Regions from separate parts of the Danio rerio genome. Here all the other regions are linked to region 1. The links are chromatin contacts, called in public HiCAR-type and Micro-C maps. All regions are on one chromosome and are shown on one strand. Each heading gives the region's core, a stretch centred on a gene start, on an enhancer-like site or on the middle of the called end of the contact. The rest is flanking DNA. Distances are from core to core; before and after follow the strand shown.

Region 1 (4,578 bases), core at 1,091-3,590:
GTTTTGTGTGTATACACACAAAGAAAGAGAGAAATTTGTAAACAGAATTGAGCCCATTTAACTGATTTTTTACTTATGTAAACGTGTAAATACATATTTGTTGAGTGTTTCATATTTCATATTTGAAATGGAGTCATATTTTCTCTGTCTTTCAGCCAAATTAATCAATAAATAATATGCAAATATAAAATAAATTTGTAAATAAAGATTCAAATAAATAAATGTATATATAAATCCTCAATTTCATGCATAAATAAATATTTAAATAAATAATAGTGTGGGCAGAAAACAATTAAATAAATTACATGAGTGTTGGGGGAATGAGAAAATGCTAAACAGAAAGTTCTGTACTTTTCCTCAGGTCAACATGCATTTTCTTATTCCCCCAACATTTGTGTAATTTATTTTTGCAGGTTTCATCCTCAATAATATGATAGACCTCCGGTAGTTTTGTTAACAAAACAAGTGTTTCCAACTAGATTTTTTTACTGTAAAACTTACTTACAAATTAAGAAAAAAATATCATTAAGATTTCAGCTCATATAGTCTCCATATAATTGTTTATAAGTAAAAACAGACCAATTAATATCAAACTACAGATTTGTGTCCAGCACCATATACTGCAAACAAAGAATATAAATAATAGTTAATAAAGTACGTTCTTTTCTTATTTTGCATTAACATTATTATTTTTGTGCTGCAAACAGCAGTTGTACTAATTGAAATGTAGTTTTGTGTATATTTCAGGCATGGGACGAAAACCGTTTTTAAGGTATACTGTGGTTTGGAACAGTTGTTCAGATGTTCTGCTATACTGTTCCTACAGTATGTAAGATTTTTGTTTTACTTTTTTGTTTTTGTTTTTTGTACAACAGTACCTCCAGCAGAAAAGATATCCAAAGATGCAATTTTAAATTGTATATAAATCTGTGATTTAATGAATTATTTAATCTGACATGTTTACTGTTCCAAAATATTTTAAATGTTTCTCAAAATAAAATATGTTTGTTCCAAATTTTATTTTATTTTTTTTAAACCAGACATTTAAAAAGAACATGTTTTGGAGCCACAATACCATGATATTTTGAAACCGTGCAACTATGCAGTGACATTTTAGGGTAGTTACTGTCCCTGAAAAAAATGTTTTATTTTCCAAGATTAAATTTCAGTCGAAGGAGAACTTATTAAACTATAAGAAAAATATACAGGTGCAGCTAAGGATATTACGGTTTATCATTTTTTACAGAATTTTCACATGTAACACAGGCTAAATGTCCCCATTACAGAAAATTCTCATATCTTTTAGAAGGTGTTTCAAATAAATAGTTTATGTAATATTTACATTTTCTAGGAGCTAAAATGTTTTTCACTTTACCAATAGTATAGTATAGCAATAGTATTTTTTAAAGGTATTACTAAACAAGAATTATCTCAAAAAAGACTTGTTATATGGCACTTTGTAAATGTAATGTATTTCGAGACTGCAATGCCATTAAATCCTGTTGGTTAGTTCTTTGGATGCAAGTAACCAAAAAACATTTGTAATGTGTATTGATTTTATTTATTACCATGAAAAAACTATATAGTTAGACAGGAGTAACAAGGTGGACATTATAATAAGTGCTACGCTTTGTTTTACTCTCTATTGTCAGCACTTTCAACTGTTTTAAAGTGTTTTATAAATGAAATTGAAATTAAATAAGAAATAAGGTAAATTGTTTGCCACACCCTCGTTCGATTATCAATAACAAAATGATGGCAACTGAATTATCAAAAAAAAAAAAAAAAAAAAAAAGCCAAATAAAAAACAAGGAATATTTGACATTTTATACAGAATGCAGGAAAAAAAATAAAAAAGTAAAAACAGTGAAATCATTACATGTTGTTAAAATATTACATAAAATAAAATAAAAATTATGTAGCTTTTTAATCATTAATTGTTGAGTGAGTAAAACTGTATTTTAAGGCAAATTAATCTTTAGTTTAACTCAATCTTTCAGAATTCTTCCATCGTGATCTGCACTAGAAGAAACCAATTACAGTAATAAAAAACCTCTAAAGTTTTTCTTATATTTCTTTCTGCGTCTTTCATTGGATGTCGATTTGAAGCCACACATCAGTCCCTGCCTCTGGGAGGGCAGGAGTTTTTCAAACGCACCTATTAGCAAACAGCATCTTTCGCATTCTCAACTTTCTCTGGTCGAAGTGGTTTCCAAGGCCAGCTACGTCAGCACAACCCGTGCTTCTGATTGGTCAAAACGCTTTAATTGTTGAGCACGTGAAGTCCTTCTCACATTCTGATTGGTTAAACGTATTTCGAACTGCTGCTTAGACGAATTGTATTTTTGTTCCGTGTCAAAGACTGCTAGCTGATAACAGGCTACAGTAGCCGTCAGCAGCAGCAGACTAGCTATCAAACAAATCAATTACCGCAGACGAAATTAACACCACGTTGGATTTAAAAAATCTTTACACGAGATATTTGATCTGAAGACAACGTCGCATTGAAGTTTCACAAAAGGCAGCTCTGGAGAATAGCTAGCTATCCCACAGTTAGCCTAGCCTGGTTTGATAGCAGCACTAGCAAGCCGACCGACATCACAGTGAAAATTGGTTTTGGTTATTTATATAATAGTCAGGCGTCTTGGAATACTTTGCTATCTTTGATTGGTTGCAACTTTTAGATTCGTTATCGTTTTGTTCCGTCAGTCCGGTTACAGATCACCGAATCCGTCAAATCGGCCGGTTGAGTGTCAGTTCTGCTAAGTTCTCCTTTGGGACAAATTTGCTGCCGATTAAAAAATCCAGCACGCCTAAAAATGGTAGGTTCAATTATGTATTGTTTACGAGTGATTCATCAAACTGATTACAACAACAACAACAAAACAGCTTTACTGTTTATTTGTCTTACTTTTTAGTCGTTCAGCTTGTTTTGAGAGACTCTTTACAGTAATGTGATTTAAACTCAAATATGCTTTGATTGTTAAATTGACAGTAATTATAAGCACTGTATTATGCAGCATTAATATTTTTTTACGAACGTTTGTTAACAAAAGGCTTTTTAACTTTTTCTCGCGTTAATGCATCACTAATGTCGAATTGTGTGGCATTTGTCATACTTTTTGTAATAAAGCATTATATTAAAGTAACTGGGTAATTATTACTTTATCCTAACTAAAAGTTCCGAAAAATATAATTTATTGTTAAGTGCTTGATTACCAGACGATACAAGCTCAGTATGATATACGTCGCACAATTGTTCCACTTTTTTTCTTCGTGTTTTTGCTTTTTAATTAAATAAATGTGTATTTTATTGTGGATAAATGAACGAAATTCCACCTATTTTTGTTGTTTGGTGAAGCAGATGTGCTAGGCTCTTGTTTTTTTCCATTATATTATTTATTTTGATTTATTACATTTGTTTATTTGTTTATTTTAATAGTAGTGATACTATCAAATAACTGCTTGCTTACTGTATGTGGTTTCAAATGAAATTATTACTCCATCATTATTGTTTTTATTACTATTACCATTAATAATAATAACTAATGTTAGCGTGATTTTTGAAGGATCATGTCACTCTGGAGACTAAAATAATAAAGCTGAAATTTCATCATTAAAATCACTAGAATAAATTATTAAATTATGAATTACTTTTGAACGGTTATTTTACAGTGCAATAACATTTCACAATTATGTAATTTGTTCTGTATTTTTGATTAAACAAATGCAGCCTTGGTGAGCCACATGAGCTTATTTTAAATCATTGAAAAATCCTACTGATCCCAAAATCTTCACCCGTAATGTATGTATTATGTATCAAGTTTATGAACTTGTATAGGCTAAAGTTTCTTAAAATTAATAATTTTGTATTATTTTCTAAATAAAAAGTTTTCCCCACCATTTTTTAAATTTTGCAATTTGTTACATTTGACATTTTATTGTGTGCAGAATTCAAATGTGGAGAACTTGCCGCCTCAAGTGTTGAGACTCGTCTATAAAGAAGTTTCAGCTTTAGCAGCAGATCCTCCTGAGGGGATCAAAATCTACCCCAGTGAAGAGGACATCACAGAGCTGCACACTTCCATTGAGGGCCCAGGCAAGTAGAGATTATCACAGTTTCCTCTTCTCAATGAAAGCCGTGATCTAATCATTGCACTTGCAACTTGTTTTCCCCCGTCTTCTGCTCAACAGAAGGAACTCCATATGCAGGTGGTGTGTTCCGGATGCGTTTGGTGCTTGGGAAGGACTTTCCTGCCGTTCCTCCCAGAGGCTATTTCCTCACAAAGATTTTCCATCCTAATGTTGGGCACAAGGGTGAGATCTGTGTCAATGTACTCAAGAGAGACTGGAAAGCAGAGCTGGGCTTGAGACATGTATTGTTGGTAAGTAATATTTTATTCTTTCTGAAGTTCTTTCAAACATTGACTAAATTTTTTTTCCCTTTTGTTTCATGGTCAGAAATTCCCTAAAACAGGGGTGTCCAAACTCAGTCCAGGCAGGTGTGTTTAGGGAAGGCCCTCCAGTACCGAGTTTGGACACCCCTGCCCTAAAATATAAGGTTCTGCAACATCTTAG
Region 2 (4,416 bases), core at 531-3,030, 160 kb before region 1:
CATAAAACAAACAATTTGCAAACAAAAATGAACATAGTAGAAAATGGATTTAAAAAAATGTTTTATGGTTTGTCTGTGGAGTTTAACATAAATTCAACGTTAATCAAGTATATCGTCTACATTGTATAAATAATTAAATACAATTTAATCATTGTTACATTGAATTTTTTGGTTTAAGTTTGCTTGATATCTTAGTCACAGTTCCTTAAAACATACCCAAGTAAAAATCTTTCACTCTAGGGTGCTACACAAATCATGTTCTGAATTGTGGTTTCTGGTCATCCTGCGATGTGACTATTGCAGAAGTGCACAGTGCGATAATTACAGCATTAAGAATGTGACATTTGCAGTAAAAACTCAAAACATAAAAACACACAGAGAAAGTATATGTTAACATTATATTTAAACACCGGTTTATATTCTCCAAAACAACTAAAGACAGACTTCTGGGATGAGAAAAATATCAATCTGAAAACATTTTTTTATACTTTAAATGAGAAAATAAACAATGCATTATGGATGTGACAAAAAATCTGAAAGTTTACAGTGTACAACATACTTTATAGAAATTCTGTGAATTAAACTGCACAAGCCAAAAGAAATACTGCTGATTAAAAAATAAGAGAGGCTCTCTATAGAATAAACATGATTGAATTTTATTTTATTTAACGTTTTTTGCATTTTTGAGGGAAAAAAAAGCTTCATTATGGATATGATGGATGTGAAATGGATTTTTGTGTGACTTTGGTAAATCAAATATAACAATGACAGAGACATTTCTGACAGTCTTGTAAATTACAAGCTTACACACAAAAAAAATCTGAAAGGGTTTCACCATTTTGGTAAACACTTCATTTCTTTCATGTCAAGGTTTACATTTGCATGGAATTGCTCAATAATAATAATTATTATTTTTATTAATGTGAATGTAAAAGTCAGAAGTGTGACAATAGATGTGCAAAAGATGTGCATTACATTCTGAAAATTGACCAACTATCTTTCACCTTTAATGTTACTAACATTACTAAAATAACTGACAAAAGTCCATAAGAAAGCTAATTATCAAAACCTTTCAACTTTGCCTCACAATTCTAAGGAAAAAGAAAAAAAAACAATCAAAAGAAGTGTGAGATATTGTTAATGCAGTAGTAATAACAACAATAGGTAAATTGTTCTGAACACAGATCTAAATATAAAATAATATTAAAATTAATAACGATGTTAATAAAATTGTAAAAGCATAATTTAACAATCCCAAATGCTGTAATCTTTCAACACAATTTTCAGTACACATCCTTTAGAATGCCATAATCAGACCATTTTATAGCTAAGACGCAAAATAGGGTACTGCCAGTACCATAGTATGTAATACAAAATATGGTTAAAATAATAATTATCGTTGCTCAAGTAATAAACAAACATGTTTTGTTGTGGCAGCCTGCTTTTTCCTTTTATTTATTATTTATTTATTTTTATTTTTTTTGTGGAATTATGCACTATACATCCCTGCACATAAATACATCGTGTATGTTTATATTTGGTGGAAACTTCGGGTAGAGACTAACCGGTCTGGCATTCGTGATACATGCGGTAAGCGGAGTGGTCCATCTCCAGCTCTTCTCCCGGCTGAAGCGGCTGCAGACCGGGCACATAGACTTTCTCCTGCCCGTCCCCGTTCTGTTCTTCTCCTTCCATATCATCCTCGTCGCTTTCACTCGCCTCCATGTCCTCAAACTCATCCTCCTCCTCCTGCGGCAGCGTGTGTTCGTCGGACGCGGACATTTTGAGAAAGCGGCGGATTTCCGCTTCACGCCACGTGGTTTAAAGCGCTCGTCTGACGGTGAGCCCTGTACAGATTTGGAAAGATCCCAAGCCACGGAGCTTGCGGGAAATGTTGCCCTAGTCAAGAATCTTTTCCAGTAATCAGCATTAGCACTTATATTGTCTTGAGCTTGTAAGTAAGCTTGTAAAAATCTGTGCATGATTTCTCTGCTGAAGAAGTATTTGCAGGCCTTACCTGATAACAAATAATAACTAATGAAATAAGAATAATATCGGTACGTTATTTATTATTATTATTATTATATAACATGTATGTCATTTATTAATTCACTAATAGATTAAAAAATAAAAAGTTGCATCTTTTATTATAATTTAATGCCCTTTAGACATAAAAAGTATGTAAAGTAAATTGTAAGTCAACTACAATTTGTAAATAAATTGTATGTGTTTGTGTGTGTGTGGTTTAGGCTGTTACAGAGGCTTGGTCTGTGCTAGTTTTCATGTGGTTTGGCTCAATTGTGCTAATACATAACACATGTACATTTGTACATAACAAGCCCTGCAAATTTAGGAACGAAAGTAATGTGTTTTCAACAATAAAATTTCATTTGTTTGCTGGCTGGACAATTATCTTACAAAAAACTAACCAGCTTAGTCACGGCATTTGTAGATTTACTGCAATTTACTGCATTTATGATAATAAATACAACCAAAAATATGGCTACACTTTAGCTATAGGCTAATAATGAAGTAAAAAAATGACAAGGGTTATGTTTCATGCATGTGTTTAAGATGTCCCAGCTGGCAAGACTGCAAAATTGTGTGAACAAAAGGTCTCTGTGGCGTCTTGTTGTTTGTACCATCATCTGCAAGTCCCTCCATCCATCTGCTACTAGAGAAAGTCCTCATACACACACTCTGACAAACAAAAGCGTATAGTCTAGATCAAAAACAACTGTAATTAATATTCAGCTCATGCACACGCTGCGTTCACTTTTAAGAATTTATTTATGTATAAAAATCTACAGGTAAAAACAGACAACACATGTACATCAACAACAGACGGATTGTTAAATTCGTTTGAGTAAAACGTGTTTGTAGTAGTAACCTTCTCTACAGGGATACTTGTAAACATGACTTTTGTAACTTTTTTCTTTTTATTTCACAGAGTAGCTTGCATCTGATGGTGCTGTGGTTCCTATGCTACAGTTTTACAGTTTCATATGGCTTGAATTTACTGTAGTAAATAAGTTTTGTTGTCCTCTTAAACACTGAGCGATAAGCGGATACTTTTGGCTTCATGTATAGTTCGCTTTTTCACTACATTCATTGTTAAAACATTCAGTCGACAGGTTTTACCTGAATTATTACGAATGACACATAATTCACAATTCAGAAACACTTGGGAAATGATAGATACAATCAGTGCAGACATGATGCAGAAAAAAAAAACACACAAGCGTGAAAAGTACAGGTAAAATTGACCATCTTATTAGACATGTCTGTTTTCATATCCTCCCTTTTCCACAGAGATGGATCCATAACTGCATCCAAACATTTTGAGATTATTCAGTATCCCCATGCAAGTGCTAAGCTTTTTTTTAGCAGTGTAAAGTGAATTAGCTTCCAAACTGAATCGAGGAGACAAACACTGCAGCTGTCCTTTCAAAGTGAAGCCTCCTTCTGGCTAAATTTTGTGGCACATTTAAAACTGATTTCTCAATTCTCACCAGATCAGTCTCGATGTTATCCACAGAATAGATACGGTCCAGTGAGAGAAACTTGGAGAACGTGACTCTGCATAGGCGTTGGTCGGATCATGTTGTATTTTACTAGTCTCTCCTTCTTTCAGAGGCCGCTGCTCATCCACAGTTTCTCCATTCTCCACTTTCTCTTCCTCCTCTAATGCCGTATTTCCTTGATCAGCTTCACTTGGTGTGGGGAAGATGCAGGGATGCTCTCCGAAAGCACAATCCAAACTGAGCCATCGCGTGAAGAGGGATGAGGTTGAGAATAAAAGACCTTCAGGTGATGACTCAACAGATGGAAAAGCAGAGAGATCTGGAAGTTCTAGGATTTTCTGTTTACAAAAGATGACAAATAACATTGAAGATCTCTCAGTAATCAATAATGTAAATATGTTGCTACAGCATTTTAAAATTATGCTATGATTATGGTAGGATAAAAAGGAGATGCAAATGTATGTAGAATTTATATATGACAGTACCTCTTTTGCTATGTTGTCCAATGTGTGCGTCAGCTCGCTGATGAACCCGTATTTGAGGTGAACTCTGTTGAGGTGTTGGAGGAGCTGAAGCCAAGAATGTGACAGGATTGCAGCAGCACTGAACACACAACACTACACTCACACACACAAAGACACATCAAATCAAAATTAGGTCTCGGTATTTAATAAAGTTTATAAAAACTGTCAAGATGAGTGACGATTTTTAAATTGACTCAGTGACAAATACAGGAGGCTATAGTTTTAAAAAGACCCTTACACATTGTTTTGGGTAAAATATGTTAAATTTCTGGGCGAAGCAGTATGTAGTGCTGTCGACTTACAGCAAGAAGGTCGCTCACTTGGCGTTTCTGTGTGGAGTTTGCATGTTCTCCCTGCATTTGCGTGGG
Region 3 (4,082 bases), core at 1,025-3,524, 190 kb before region 1:
ATCTATTTTTCAGTTCATGAATCCCCTGTGTATCGTAAGCAGTTAAACAGTTCTTCAGATAAATCCTTCATTTTCTGCATATTTCTGTTTGAACCATTTCCAACAGTTACTGCATGACACTTAAAGACATCTATCCACACTTAAAAGCAAAGAACTCGTACACAACTTTTTATTTTTATAATAAGTAAAAAATTCTGAAAAAAAAAAAAAATATATATATATTTTTTTTTTTTTTTAACAAAATAATGACACCTTTATCATTTGCCTTAAAATCATATTGTTTTTATTTAGTGCTGCCCTTCCACAATCATCCAGTTTAATTGAATTGATTCTTAACACATTGTGTTGCCAGCTGATTTTTTTTTTCTGAAAAAAACAGCATATGGTTTAAGCTGACAGTTCATCCAAAAAAATATTTACTCACTACTATTTTAATTTACTTAACTGGTTCCAATCGTTTGAAATTCTTTCTTCTGATGAACATTAAAGAAGATATGTTGAAGAAAGAAGAAAACTTGCAACCCTTAACTTCCATTGAAAAAAAAAAACTATAGAAGTCAATGTTTACAGGCTTCAGCTTTCTCTAAAATACATTCTCTTTTGTGTTCAACAGAAGAAACTCAAACTGGATTAAAACAAGTAAAGGACGAGTAAATGATGACAGAATTTTCAGTTCAAAGTGCTTAGTAGGACAGCACTAAATAAATAAATAAAAATCTCTTATTTGTTAATTATATACTTAGTTTTTGCAAGAGGTTATATATAACATTATGGTTCTGCAGTTTTTGTGAAGGTAAATCATAATTACAAATTTACGCAATAATGAATACTGAAGAGAACACAATAGTTTAATTTGCTCCCTAAATGTAAATTTATAGACCACACATTCAACCAGTAAAACACTTCAATATCTAAATATTTAGCAATAAAAAAATTAATGGAGTCACTTTTACTATACAGCTTAATCACATTAAAATATTTAACTTCAATGCACATGTCTACATTTTCCTAAATTGAGATGCAAGTACTTGGAAAGCAAATTTACACTTAGATATGAAAAAAATGTTGGTCAGAAAAATTTAAACAGTTCCTTCAAAAAGAAGATGCTATTAAGTAAATGTATCTTGATATAGAAGTATATAGTTATTGCATTAAACGACAATAATACACAAGGAATATATTTACTTTTTGCAGAGCATGCAACATTCAATGCCATGACTTTAAGAGTGCGTGATTTTGTGCTCTGGTTTAAGACTGATTGTAGGAGGGAAGAATTAAGACCCATTTAAGACCTTAGACCTCACAGAACTGTAAACACGAGGTATACAAACATGTTTATGTAATGCTACAAAAATGACGACAAACTATTATTGATGTTTCCCAACGCATCATTCAGTACACCGCTGAATGGGATTTAAAAAATGAGAAAAGAGAGAGAATTCAAAGGATTACGCTTGAAGTTACGTGATGAAATTATGAGTTAAGCCCTTGCATTAAGTCTAACGTTACTTGTAATCCTTTAATAATCTGTTTTAATCTGTTTGGGCTTTGTAGGTGTGCATGTATTTTTTTTTTAAAGGTAGTCATATTTTATGTTTATCCTTAATAAGAACTGCAATAGGAACTGGAGCTTTATAGAAATTGGAATAAAGCTGACTATATTACTTTAGGTTACAAAAACAAAACTCACTTTCAAAGACCTAATGGGAAAATCTCCAAACTACTGTACATTTCGAAGTTTTGCAGAATCTTTTAACACATTTTAGTGCAACATGCATTTATATGCCATAAGAACGGTATTAGGCACTAAATGTTTTCTCGTTTTTTTACACATCAAACGATGTTTATGAATATAAAAGCACTTATTTTTACATTTGTACTATAAAGAAGTATCTGCAGTACCATTCTATATAAAAATCGACATATTATTAAGCGTGAAAAAGATGATTTTTACCTGACAGTTAATCTTCTTACATCATGTCCTTCTGAATAATTTCCTCCTATGTCGATCCATTAATCGTCGTATTTTTGTTCCTTCTGTGTAGGTGTTAAACACAGAAGGTCGTCGTCTCTTTGCTTTAGAAAGCAGTTTCCCTTCTTATCCTTTTTGCGATTATTTCAGCTTTTCCCCTTTTTTTGGTACAATCCTGCCCAAATCTCCTCCTTTTCCTGCCTTTCCTTGGAAATTAGTGTCAGACTCTACGAAGAGCATCCATAATCCCTCTTCAGTCCATCTGTTAGCGCCGTCTCCATCTTTCTATCCTGTCTTGTTCTACATTCCTCCATCCAACCCTTTTTTAAACATTCCTCTGTCCCACCTGTTCTTCACACCCCTCACATGTGACTCGTTCTGTCCTGGGACATTATATTACCAACCCCGTCTGTGCAAAAGTAATCACTGGGAATCTGAGAATCACATACTGTCCTTGTGCCTGTAAATCACTTCAACATGAGCTTAAACACTCAAAACATCCATCACAATCAGCTGCTAAAGGTATTTGGTGTTTTTTATGTTTTCCAGCCATTCCTCTCACCTGAGCTGCTCTTTAAAAAAAAAAAAAACAAGCAAGAAATAAACTGTTTTACAATATTATTTACACTTTATTATTTACAAAATATAAGACATGAAAATCAATAAGTTATAAAAACTAATAATTATGCATAAGTGATGTTATTGGACATGTATGTGTATAAATGATGGAGACAAAAAATAGGAGAGAAAAAAAGAGAGCGGTACATTCATCCCCAGGCCTGAGACTTGCAGTAATGAAGAACTAGTTTGCCGTCACTTCCGAAACACTGTAAAACAGAGCACAACAACAATGTTAATTTGACAAATCATTAAAATGGTGTACAAGAAATGACCTGCAAAATGCCAACAACCAATTATATCCATCCGTCATATAAGTTATAACACAAGTGTTCAAATGTATGGTGTCTTATTAGATTTTACTTGCACTTAAAGGGCCCTATCATACACCCGGCGCAATGTGGCGCAAGGCGCGACACAATTGTTGTTTGCTAGTTTAAGCTTGGCGCAAGAGTCGTTTTAACTATTATACCATATCAAGTGTTTCCCTATTTTCTATCACAGTTACATTTCTGCTTGTGTTGTATTTTTGTTTAAATGTTTTTTATTTGATTAGTATGGTGCACATTTTGGATGTTTAACAAATGTTTTTTTTTTTTAAATAATACAGAACAATCACACCAGAGTTAGTTTTAATTAAACCAAACACACTATTAAAAATTAACCTTTATCTGCAGTGGCTGTACTACTGTCAAAATGGCGAGTGAAAAAGTAAAAAGAGGAAAAGAGTAAAAAGCCAACAGGAGGCAGAGAAACATTTGGCAATAAAGGGGGAAAAATTACCTCAAAAAGCACACCAACTTCTTGGTCCGGTGATGGCGCAAACGACTGATTAACATAAATAAACTGATGGAAGAAAAAACAAAGATGAAGCATTTATTAATTAAAAAAACAGTCATCATTTCACTGTTCTTCTTGTGTTTAATTTTATTTCATATCAGAAAATGAATATTTTGAGTAAATACTGCTAAAAGCAGATCTACAGTCATCTGAACAGAAGTTTGCAACCCATGGCTTTTCTATCTTGGTTTAATTTTGTTAAAAGGAACTTTTCCAATTTTTCCCCAAAATTGGCTAATTTTACACATGCCACAGAGTTGAGTTTTACCATTTTTAAATCCATTCAGCTGATCTCCTGGTCTGGCAGGAGCACATTTAGCTAAGCATAGATCACTGAATTGGATTAAACCATTAACTTCTTGTTCAAATAAATAAATAAATAAAAGTTTAATAATTTTCCAATTGAAAGTTTGACTCTTTTGTAGTGACACTGCGTACTAACACTAACAGAAATTGAAAAGTTGTCTGATATTATAAAGCAGTTACCTATGTACCTATCTTTGGACTATTTCCAGGTGCTGTGTAATATCATTGCGCCTGCTGCAACTATTGTACAGCAGTAAAGTTTTGTGTGTATTATGCCTAGATATGGGTATAGTTATTAGCCATATCAGCCTAGAAAATAGCAACTGTTCATCTTCCATTGATCATA

Evidence for each region. Hi-C and Micro-C count contacts between places; a contact is called where the count stands out from the background. HiCAR-type assays count read pairs that join an accessible place to other places.
Region 2: a contact with region 1 is called in a HiCAR-type map of caudal fin, with 6 times the contacts expected there. The contact joins the promoter of grwd1 here to the promoter of ube2s in region 1. A contact is called at or near these places in 2 of 18 Hi-C or Micro-C datasets (embryo and hematopoietic stem cells) and 2 of 4 datasets of contacts at active chromatin or transcription factors (caudal fin and embryo).
Region 3: a contact with region 1 is called in a Micro-C map of caudal fin, with 2.6 times the contacts expected there. The contact joins the promoter of si:ch211-149k23.9 here to the promoter of ube2s in region 1. A contact is called at or near these places in 4 of 18 Hi-C or Micro-C datasets (caudal fin, embryo, hematopoietic stem cells and 1 more) and 1 of 4 datasets of contacts at active chromatin or transcription factors (embryo).

What each region holds. Positions count from the first base shown.
Region 1 is chr16:14,032,006-14,036,583 of GRCz12tu, reverse strand. It overlaps ube2s (ubiquitin-conjugating enzyme E2S), which reads left to right and starts at 2,340. Exons shown (of 4, transcript NM_001025536.1): 1 at 2,340-2,822; 2 at 3,952-4,099; 3 at 4,195-4,385. The coding sequence starts at 2,820.
Region 2 is chr16:14,189,751-14,194,166 of GRCz12tu, reverse strand. It overlaps grwd1 (glutamate-rich WD repeat containing 1), which reads right to left and starts at 1,780. Exons shown (of 7, transcript NM_001003509.1): 1 at 1,566-1,780. The coding sequence starts at 1,725. zgc:174888 reads right to left here. Exons shown (of 5, transcript NM_001113584.2): 4 at 4,010-4,141; 5 at 2,772-3,862. The coding sequence ends at 3,509.
Region 3 is chr16:14,223,326-14,227,407 of GRCz12tu, reverse strand. It overlaps si:ch211-149k23.9, which reads right to left and starts at 2,274. Exons shown (of 7, transcript XM_021466875.3): 1 at 1,955-2,274. atg12 (ATG12 autophagy related 12 homolog (S. cerevisiae)) reads right to left here. Exons shown (of 4, transcript NM_001246200.1): 3 at 3,374-3,436; 4 at 2,740-2,799. The coding sequence ends at 2,740.